2 separate regions of the Rattus norvegicus genome follow, and region 1 is linked to region 2. The links are chromatin contacts, called in public Hi-C maps. All regions are on one chromosome and are shown on one strand. The core of a region is the stretch at or near the end of the contact, and the rest is flanking DNA. Distances in the headings are between cores, read along the strand shown.

Region 1 (5,392 bases), core at 603-3,102, 110 kb before region 2:
GGACGAACTGGCACTGCTTTGAACAGCAGGCGAGGATAACGGTGCCTGACAACAATGTATCGAATTCAACAGCTAGGAGACAGGATTGTAAACGCTCTGGATGGAGACGAGCGATGGCTGAGCCAATCACGCTGATCTAATCATCACTTATGAGGTGGCACACTGCACCCCCACAAATGGTGCAGCTATTACATGTAGATAAAACACACTTGCAGACTCTTGAGAGAGGGCTGACAAGAAGACTCAGTAACTGTGCTTGCCTTGGAAGCCTGACTGAGTTTGATCCTCACAGGAAACAGACTCTCAGCGGTTGTCTTCTGAGTTCACCTGCACTTCTCTATCTTTCTTTCTCTTTCTCTCAGGATGATGAGAATAATGATCCTGAGTGAACCGGAGAGCAGAGCGACCTTGTCTACGGAGGTAACTGATGTTGATGGAGGTGCGAGCCTTTTTGTTTGTTTGTTTGTTTTTCAGAGAGGCAATTTACTAACAGAAAATGACTGTGAATTCTCTTCCTCAGATGCTGTTATAAACGATGGGGTGATATCCCATAGCAAACAGAAACTCTGAAGGCTGATTGGACCCAGGGTCAGGGGTCTCGGTCTTGTTTCCTTCAGTGGTCTGGAGTTTGAGATGCAGGGCAGTGAGAGCCAGCCGGGAGAAGACTCATCCCAGGAAACCTTTACCTTTGTTTCCCAAGTCGCCAGGCAGATGGATTCTTGCTAGGATCAATGACACACAAAAGTTATCTGAAAGGTGCAGAGATGTGGCAGACACCAAATACATTTCCCTCAGCTGCTTATCAAGAGGCGCATCTGCTTTCCATCTTTTCCTTCCATTTTCTCGGTTATGCGTTGTCTCCAGACTCCACTACCAAATGAAATCAGAACAGACCTTTACCAGTTTGGAAAACGGTGAGACCCTGTCTTAAAATTGGAAAAAGGTCTGGGGACGTAGCTGAGGGGTGAACAGTTGCCTCGCATCTGGAGGTCTGCAGGGTTCAGTTCAATTCCCAGTACTAAGGAGAAAAAAGAAGGTACCGATGATAATCATTTTCTTCTCCTCCAAAACCTGCACTGCTTGTAGGGAGTCAGACCTTGCAGTGTAAGCTTGTCCTCAGCGTCGGGAGCTCTCCACTTGTCAAGTGGAGACTCATCCCACTTTCTCCAGGTCCCGAGCCCAGGACGTAAGGACAGGTCTGCAAAACTCCTAGTAGTGTGTGTCACCCTTCCCAGGGCGCGCTGCCAAACCAAGGAGTGACTCTGCAGAGGTGGAATTTTGGGCGTCTGAGGCGTGTGTTGGCGGAGCGGGGTCCCCCGGAGGACTGTGTCACCGGCAGGTGGCGCGCTAGCCGCAAGCCCCGCGGTGTTTTCCGAGCCAAAACTTGAACAGGACGTTAGTGCGGGTGTTGGAAACGAGCGGTTCCCGGGAGCCGAGCTGTTGGCTCCCGCGGAAAAGTGACGAGAGAAGGGAGCGGACACCCTGCTGGAGCGATTCCACGATTCGGACATCGTGAGCTTCCTTCGGAAAGGCTTCGTGAGTGGGTGAGTACTGGGTAGCCCTCGGGAAGCGGAGCCCCGTGGTTTTAACGCGCGGGGTTTGCCTGGCCCGGCATCTCGTCCCTCTCAGACCGACGTTGCGGGATCGAACGGGGGGCGCGCGCGAAAGCCCGGGAAGCGGGCGCGCTGGAGCCCGCGCTCGGCGAAGGGCGCGTGCGCGCGTCCCCGCCGCCAGATGGCGCTGCGCAGTTTGCTCCGGGCCGGCGGCCAGGCAGCATAGGTTCCCGCCGCCACGGCGGCCTCTCTAGCCAGCAGGCGCTGCTCTGTGGTTCCGGGCGGAAGTGAGGCGCAGAGCGGAACGGCCTCTGGTGACATTTTCTTGGGGCGGCGCGGACGACTGAAGGGAATTGGTGTTGGAGGCTGCGGAGGCGGCGAGCTCTACTCTGCCCCGCTGCAGGGGCTCCAGCCGCGCTCCTCTGCTCGCCGCTGGGAGTTGTCTGAGGAGAAAGGGGGCGGCGGGGCCGCCGCGGCCCGAATCTGCGGCCCGTCAGCGCCGCCCGGGTGGGCGCGTGCCCCGACGGGGCGCGCGGGGCCGGCGAGGAGGCACGGACGGCGGGGCGCAGGTGAGGCACGAAGGGGTGCGGGGCCGCAGCCTTGGTTGCGGGGTGAGCCTCGAGGTCGGGGCTGTGTCCCGGAGAGGTGCTTGCGAGGCGGAGGGGAGCGGGGCCGGGGCTGCAGGTTCTGCGGCGTCTGAGCGTGGGGTCACGACGGCGGAGGCGCGGCCCGGACCCCTCGCCTGCCCGCCCGCCCGCCCGCCCGCCCGCCCGCCCGCCCGCCCGCCGCGGTGACCCTCGCGTCCTCTGCCCGCCGGTCCAAGTGCCCTCCTCCGGCCGCTGGCACCGAGTGGGCAGCGGGCTGAAGGGACCGCAGCCCCTCAGGCCGCAGAGTTGTGTTGGAGCAACTTTGCGGAGCCCGGCCCACGGGAGCAGCGGAGGCGGCCCCTCCTCCAGCTCGGTAACGGAGGCAGGCACTCACACCAGCCCGAGCCGCGGAGAGCCCCCTCCCGCGGTGGCCTTGAAGGAGCGAGAAAGGGCTTCCCGGGCTTGGTGCCGGCCTCTCGCCGCTTCCGCGACTGTGGGTCGGCTGATGCCCAGAATCTAGGTGCGTGGGTCTCCCGACAGTGTCCTGCGACTTTGTCAACTTTAAAGGCCAGCTCAAATGTATTCCGAGGACCCCCGGGTTAAGGACTCTCTTGCCTCCCCCGATTTCCCAGAGTACCTCACCAGTATCACTTCTCACCATTTCTCTTACAGCACTTATTTTTATAGTGTATTTGTGTGTGTGTGTGTGCGCGCGTGTGTGCGTGTGTGTATGTGTGTGTTTAAATGGAACAGCCCCCTGTCAGACTCGTCTGCCATTCATTCTCACCTTTAAAATTACCCTATCTTTATCAACAAAGTGGAGGCTCGAGGGTTGAAGGAAAGAACCGGTGCAGCCCTTGCAGATCCTTCACCCCTCGGGCAGTCTGTGCTTGCAGTGCTTTTGGTTTTGAGTTTGAGCCCTGCTCTCTGAATCTTTGCGTCCATTTGGGCGAACGGTTCCACCTATGATGCTTTCTTTGTAAAGGTTGGAGCACTTAATTATAAATGGGTCCGACAGTTTGCTTAGCTTATTACTGTATAGTATGGTTAGGCTCAGGTTAACAGTTTGAATCTCTTTCTTCTCTTGGGATATTTTAAGGATGGAGGCTATTAACTTCGCAATGTAGTTTTGCTGATCCTGGCAATTTGGATTTCTCCAGTAATCAGAGCATCGCCTTTTGGTTTAACAAGCAGTTTAGAGACCTACATATGTATCGTCTGCTATCTTGAAGAATTACAGCAGTATCTCCACCCCCCTTTGGAGGATCATATTTATATGCTATTATAACGTTAATGAGAGTGTATTGTACATAGTACATTGTTGATAAGTGTGTAATTAATTAAATTTGAATTTAGGAAGCAAGATGGACTTTACTTCAGTGACCTATATACTACTTTAAAAAGAATTTGACCGAAATTTCAATTCATTCTATTACGTGAGAAAAAATGTTTTTAACATATAAATCGACTTTCTTTAGTATGCGTCTCAGTAATGCTGTTTTTTGTTTATTTTGGTATTCGTTTTTGGTTTTCAAGATAGGGTTTCTCTGTGTAGTCCTGGGCGTCCTGGAACTAGCTTTGTAGTCTAGGTTGACCCTGAGAGAGGCCTTTGGCTCTGCCTCCCAAGTGATAGGAGTAATGGTGTGTGCAAATGTGCCAGGAGCCACTGCAGCTGGCCGCTTACTGCTGAATTCTTACAATGGTAAACTACACTGATTCTGCCTCTGTCCCTCTTCCCCCCCCACAATATGTATGTGTGTGTGTGTGTGTGTGTGTGTGTGTGTGTGTGTGTGTGAGAGAGAGAGAGAGAGAGAGAGAGAGAGAGACCCCAACAGTGTTTTGTGTAGCTAGCACAGACTGGTTTTGAACTCCCGATTTTCCTGCTTCCATCTTCCAAATGCTAGCTAGGATTACAAGTGTCGTTAAAATAGGTGTAAACATTAAAGTAAACATAATAGACAAGGTGAAAAGTTACGATAGCTGTAACTGGAGGACCAAGTTAGTCAGGTTTTTTTCTTTTTAAGCCAGTCTGAGTCCTCCTGCCTCACCTTTTTCAGTTTTGCATGCTCAGATTTTTCAGTTTGAGTTAAATTTTTATATTTGGGTGCATGCACTGTTTTCTTAAGTGGAGGTCAGAGGAGTCTGTGGGAGTTGGTTCTCTTATTTTCATCATGTGGATCCCAAGCACTGGGGCTAGTGTCTAACTTACCAAGCCATCTTGTCTCCATAAGTCAGATTTCTTATGAAATGCCACCTCAACTTTATGGAAAGTGGGCTGGATTTTTGAAACAAGAAATTTGCCCATTGTTAGCTTCATATTAAGTTCACAGTGCATTTGTAATTTAGCTGGTATCTGTCTGTCTGTCTGTCTGTGTGCATGATGGAGAGGGACAGTGTCCAATCTAGCCATGCATTTGTGGCAGTCTTTCTGCCTCTGCCTTTGGAGTGCTGGGATTGCAAGTGTGTGCCAATACTCCGTGGCATTATTCACTCTTAATGTGTATCCATATGACACTGTCATGATACTGTTTTATGTGAGTAATTCAAACCCTACATAATGAAGATAAGTTTAACTTTAACTTCAAGTATAATGAAATTCTGCTCCAGCAATACTTACTCTCAACCTGTGGGTCCCATTCCCTTTTGGGGTTGAACAGTAACAAGACGTCCTGTTATCAGATATCTGGCATATCAGATAGTTATGTTATGATTCATAACAATAGTAAAAGTACAGTTATAAAGTAACAACAAAATAATTTTAGGTTGGGGTCACCACAACATGGGGATCTTATTAAAGGTTTGCAGCATTAGGAAGGTTGAGCTCCGCTGTGCTGGAGCTCTGTGTTCAGTGTATGGCCTAAAGTTTTGTTTGTAATGTTTGTGTCGATATCAATACTTTAGAATTTTTTGTATTAATATTTTACTGATACTTTAATTCTTTTTACTGAGTCAGGTATGATAGCTTATGTCTATAATACAAACTGAGGCAGAAAGATCGCTTTAAGTTCATGACCAACAGGTGTAACAGTGAGATTCAGGACAGCCTAGATTATAATGTGGGATTGAATCTCAGAAATACTTCTGTTTACTACAGAACTAATAATTTCTGTGAGCTTGTGTGGTTACTCATTATTCAAGAAGTTGTTTTTGTGGGAGCACTAACCTTACAGTTTTGCTCCAACATGTACAAGAAGAGACATGATGGACAGGCAATTTGAGAATTTTTCCCCCTTTAAAGCTTGGATGTAGTAG
Region 2 (5,447 bases), core at 2,324-4,823:
GGAAGTCCAAATGAACGTTTTGTATTAGTTTGCATCTCTCTGTTGCTGTGACAAAGACCACGACCCAAAGCAACTGAGGGAGGAGGCGGTTTGCTAAGTTCACACTCCGGATCACAGTCCGTCGACGGAAGGCAGCGCAGAAACTGGCAGGCAGTACCTGAAGAAAATTGTTGCACGGACCTCTGGGCCAAACCGATAGGGTCATTTTCTCATTTGATGTTCCCTCTTCTGTATGAGCCTAGCTGTGCCAAATTAACAAAAATATAACTAGCATACTTTGTATTTTAAAGTGTGTCTGGTTTTGTTTTGTTTTAAATTGCCATTCTGCCTTAAAGAAATTGTTACTTTTTCCCCTAAACCCAGAGCCCTCCCATGCCACAGCTCTGCTGCAATGCCACTGGTGCCCAGCAGAGGGCGACTTCGCTCTTCCCAGCTCCTGCGCGCAGGGACGTGGCCGGTTTCTGTGCAGGCTTGGAGGCTTTATTTTAATAAACGATCTTTGCAAACTTTCTGCCACAGTAAGACATGCAGACCGCGATGCGCTTTGGGCTTAAGCTCATGTGTGTTTGGTGAGATAATGTTGTTTATGGTCCTCTGCCCTCCAGACGTTCTGGTTGATCTGATAGCCCGTGGAGACCTGCGGTCTGAGACTCAGTGGGAATCGAGGCTGAGGAAGAAGGGAAGAGTGTGCTTTGCGGTTGCCTGAAAAAGGACCTTCCAGCACAAAGGTTATAGGTGCAGTCCCATGCTGCCCCAGCGTCAAGGTACTCTTGTCTGTGAAGCAGAGTGCTATTACCTGCTTACAGGGAGCTTATAAGGATCAAAGAAGCCCTCCCTGTATGTGAAGCGCTGAGGACATGGTCCGGTCTTTGGAGGCCGTCAGTGAACGCTCTGACGGCCCTCACGGCTCTTCTTCTGTACTGACAACCATATTGTGAAGCACGAAGCCTGTCTAAGTGCCTCATGATTCATTGATGAGACCCGTGTGGCTGAAGATAACCAAGCAAAGAGTTCTGTTCTGGCAAGTGTGGTCAGCAGCGGGTACCCGGGGAATACACAGTCACCAGGAGGATACCTGAGCTCCAGGGCCTCTGGAGCTGAAGGAACAGCAGCCGCGTCTCCCCAGGGCATTGTTAGAAATGTACATCCGGGGCTGGTAGGAAGCAGTCTGGGCCTCTCTTGTCCTCCTCATGATCCTGGTGCCATCTCTGGTCTGAGCTGCACTTTAGAATCATCTGGAGGAGACCTTCCAGGGCGCACACGGAAAAGGTTTAATCACGATGTCCAGGGATGGAGTCGGATTTCAGAGCCAGGTTGTAAACCGGGACTTCAGATGTGTGAACCCGCTGGGTTGTGCCTCCAGCCTTAAGCATCTGCCATTTTTTTTTTCAAGATTCCCAAGAGATGCTAGTGTGTAGCAAGAGGGAGGAATCTCTGCCTTAAACCCAACCTGGAACGGAGCAAGTTCTTCTCGTGGAGAGCGGGTGTCAGACAAGCAGAAATAGTGACTGAAGTAGGGATTGGTAAGGACATTTGGGTTTAAGGGATGGGAAGGGTTAAGGGAGACGCTGGTGCCCACAGAAGGCTTCCAAGAAGCCATTACCTAGATGGTGTTTAAAAAACCGAACTGGGAGGCCAGCTGCCTGGGTGCAAATCCTGATGCTATCCTCACTGCTGGTGTGAGCTCCTGCTAGTCCCCTGTCCTCTTAGCTCCTCCTTCACACTGGCTTCTGTAGGAACAGGAATTCAGAATTGCTGGAAAGCACGTTGCAATCTTGAGTTGAGGTAAGAGGCTAGAATGTCTGAAGGACTTAGTGTAGTAAGAGATGACACTGGAGATGTGAGGGGGTCAAAGTCACAGAGATCCCTGGACTTAAAGGGGCTTAAGAAGCCGCTGGGGAGTGACAGGTGCTGGGGAGCCACCTAAGGGTATATGAGGAAAATCCAGTCTGAGCATAGCAAGCAGAGGAGTGTGACCCAGAAGGGCTGGTCCAGCAGGGGGTGTGACGGTGCCTGCCAGCCAGAGGGTCACTGGGGACCTGTTGAAATGGTAAATCGGAGCTTAGATACACACTGCCTGCTGTGGAGGGGGACAGGAGAGGAGAGATAGACCAGGGACCTTGCCCTCAGCTGGGGAACAGCCTGGGTGCCCAGTGCCAGCACCAGGCTTTCCCGGTTTGCTCGTTCATTTCCATGAGAGTAAGTCTGAGGCATCCTGAGGCAGGCTCCCCCGCCCCACTTCCTGGAAACTATTCTGGAGTAATTTTGGCTTGGGGTTGAAGGCTGTGAGGACCCATGCAGGCAGGGTTATCTCTTGAATGCCATCCAAACCTGTGGATTCTCATCTCCAGCTTCTCCTTCCCCACCTGACAGGCAGGATCATGCCATCGGCCACCGGTTCCTCCACAGACAATACAAGCCTCCCCGAGAAGCTCCCCTGACTGGTGACCTTTCTAGAAATGAAAAGCAGTGGTGGGGTGGCACTTTAGACTGGCTGTCCTGGCGTCTGTGGTAGCAGAGATGCTGGAAGCTGGCAAGGGCCTGCGAGGTCACTGCCCCTCCCTAGATACCTGGCCCAGTGTTTTGTCAGGCAGAAGCTGGGTGAGGCCCCTTGACTGGATTGGGAGAGAAGCAGAATTCAATTACTAGCCTGGAAGGCCTTGCTGAGTATTAGATTATCAGAATTGTCGGCTGGGCTTTGGCCCTCGGGGCTCTTCGGGCAGGACTGAAGGTAAAATCCGGTTGCAGCGTCATCCTCCCAGGTCCTAGGGGCTGGGTACAACCTAACAGCCTTAACGATGTAATATGGCTCCTCCCCAAACTGGGGAGAGGTGGAGGCTGCTGGGCTAGGTCTTCTCTGAGGCCCTGTCAGTTCTTCCTGGTGCCAGGAGGTGAAGGATATTGCCATAGGATACATGGAGGCAGGAGCTGGACTGAGAGTCCATGGGAACCCATGGCCTTGTTGGCCTGCACAGGATATACCAGAGACACTAAACTGAAAGTCCAGATGAGGCATTGGGTAAGGCTCGGCTGCTGTGTCTGCTGAGTGGGAGTTGCCAAGCAACGCAGGGACAGGAACCTCTGGGCATCTGTCCACCCCTTAGCCAGCAGAGGTGACAGTGGCAACCGATGTCAACTGAACTTTAGTTACCTGTGGCAACTACAATGGTGAATGACCCAGGAACCTGGTCATGGTAGCTTGGGTCTGGCGTGAGTGTCCTGCCCCTTGCTGCTGCTGTGGTCCTGTTCTGGTTGTGAGAGGAGGCCATCGGCTCATCCTGAATGGGGGAGGAAGTGCTGGGAGGGTGGGTTAGAGAGAGGAAGATCTGAGCAGCCAGAGGGAGCAAAATGTCCTGGTTTTCAAAATGAGGAGGATCCAGCTTTTGGCACATAAGCTTAATGCCACTCAAAAGCACTCTGGAATTATTAAACAGATGGCCTGGGAGCTCGTTACAAAGAACATGCTCGTTCCGGAGTAGTTCATTAAGTCATGGCCAGCCATACCCAGTGAGTTTTGTTACCAGAGGATCCCCGCCCCCACGCACTTTTCAACATATTCATGGCCAGCCAGGAAAAGCAAAGGTTCTTTGGCAAACCACTGTATGTAGTCTGCCAGGCTGCCTGTGTACACACGAGACAGAGGTGAGCCGCGGGGAAGGCTACTGTATCTGTGGCCTTTGGAGCTTGGGTCCAGTCACCAAAGTCAGAGGAAAGCAGTGGAAAGGAATGTTACAGCGAGCCCAGCGGGACCTGTGTTCATAGGAGAAGCATTCTGAGACCTGTAGGGAACCCCTGTGACTGTATAGTACCAAGTCCTGAATATGTTTCTTCCTGTGTCCATATGCTTATGGTCGATCTCTGTCTCTCTCTCCTTCCCTCCCTCCCCTCTCCTTTCTCTCTCCCTCTCCCTCTCCCTCTCTCTTTCTCTCTCTCTCTCTCTCCCTCTCTCTCCTTCCCCCTCTCCCTTTCTCCCTCCCTCCCAACCCCCACCCCTGTGGAACTGAAACCAGGGTCTTGTGCACACTAAGCAATACCCCCCAGTCCTCTGATAAGGTTTAATTTATAAATTAGGTACAGTAAGAGAATAACAAGAATCCTAATGATGAAATGGGAAAGGAACAACTGTGGCACTCTGGGGCAAGGGGAACCATTCATAATTCATGAATTATGTATAGGTATTTCCATGCAATATTTTAGACTGAGGTCAGGTACAGGATGAGGCCACAAGTTAGCAGCGACTATGGTCATCAGAGGTACTTATGAATTTACCTGTTTAATACAGGTGTGATGGCACCTATCAATAATCCCAGCACTCAAGAGGCCGATACGGGAGGGTTAGGAGTTCAAGGTTGACCTGGGCTACATAATGAGACCCTGACTCAGGAAAAAAAAAAGTTTGAAAGTGTTTAAGAGCACAATGGGGAAGCAATGTTGCACGTTATTATCTATTAAATGAGAGGTAGCTAAGCTTGTGGCAGACTTTGGAAAGTAAAGATCATACAGCTGTAACTAAGAGACACTTGCAGTTCTTCCTCAGTGGAAACAGATTGATACAGTGTGGCCAAATGCAGTAGCGGTGAGGGCAGATCAGATGGCATTTAAAATGGCGAGGGGTCCAGAGTTGGTAAACCCAGAAAAGAACTGTGAGTCACAGAGGCACTGGCAGGGAGAGGCCGTAGGGTCAGTTGTCCCATCCAGAAGGACAGCGCTAGAAGGCGGAGGCTCCCAGAGTGGCTAAGTTCAGCTCATGGAAAAGGAAAACCCGCTGCCGGCTAGTGGGAGGGGCTGCCTGGGGAGGTGGGGCTGTTGGGGTGGGAGGGGCTGCCTGGGGAGGCGGGGCTGTTGGGGTGGGAGGGGCTGCCTGGGGAGGCGGGGCTGTTGGGGTGGGAGGGGCTGCCTGGGAGTGAGGCTATTGGGGTGGGAGGGGCTGTCTGGGGGTGGGGCAGTTGGGGTGGGAGGGGCTGTGTGGGGTGGGGCTGTTGTGGTCAAGCAGAAGTTCCAAACCTACCTCCTGGGAAACTCATCTCCCATTCTCTATTGCACTCTAAGGCCTATGTATCTGTAGGTGAAAACACAGGCAGAAAGAGCTAGGCTCGGTTACCACTGAGGCCAAGGAACAGGTTGTAAAACTGCATGCTCTCGATTTTCTAAGTGGCATACCGCTGAGTCTGTTTGCACGGAAAAGAGACGGCAAGAAAATGATTGTTAAGTCTCATACCGCGGGAGACGCTCTGCGTCGTAGGACTGTTTTGATTTCTCCAACTTTTCAACAATCGACTTGCTTTCAAATCCAATAAACGTGTCGTTAAAGTCGATGCGTCTCCCACGTGTGCGAGCTTATCTTATTCTTTGTAAACAGAAGACCCCTTGGAAGTCATTTAACACAGTGCACTGGCTGATCAGCCGAGCTGTTCTCAGGGAGTCTCTTGCCCTGTTTGTTACCGTGT

Evidence for each region. Hi-C and Micro-C count contacts between places; a contact is called where the count stands out from the background.
Region 1: a Hi-C map of liver shows a contact between it and region 2, with 2.9 times the contacts expected there. The contact joins the promoter of Ark2n here to the enhancer-like site in region 2. A contact is called at or near these places in 8 of 12 Hi-C or Micro-C datasets (Schwann cells, frontal cortex, kidney and 3 more).

Annotation. Positions count from the first base shown.
Region 1 is chr18:73,514,604-73,519,995 of GRCr8, reverse strand. It overlaps Ark2n (arkadia N-terminal like PKA signaling regulator 2N), which reads left to right and starts at 1,852. Exons shown (of 5, transcript NM_001107374.2): 1 at 1,852-2,122.
Region 2 is chr18:73,408,202-73,413,648 of GRCr8, reverse strand. No RefSeq gene overlaps it. Among named protein-coding and RNA genes, the nearest start is that of Ark2c, 35 kb to the right of the region's middle. Within about 2 kb of position 3,573, at least 8 of the 93 cell types and tissues checked have an H3K27ac peak or open chromatin away from gene starts, as enhancers often do. A contact at or near this core is called in kidney and liver, where this site is marked.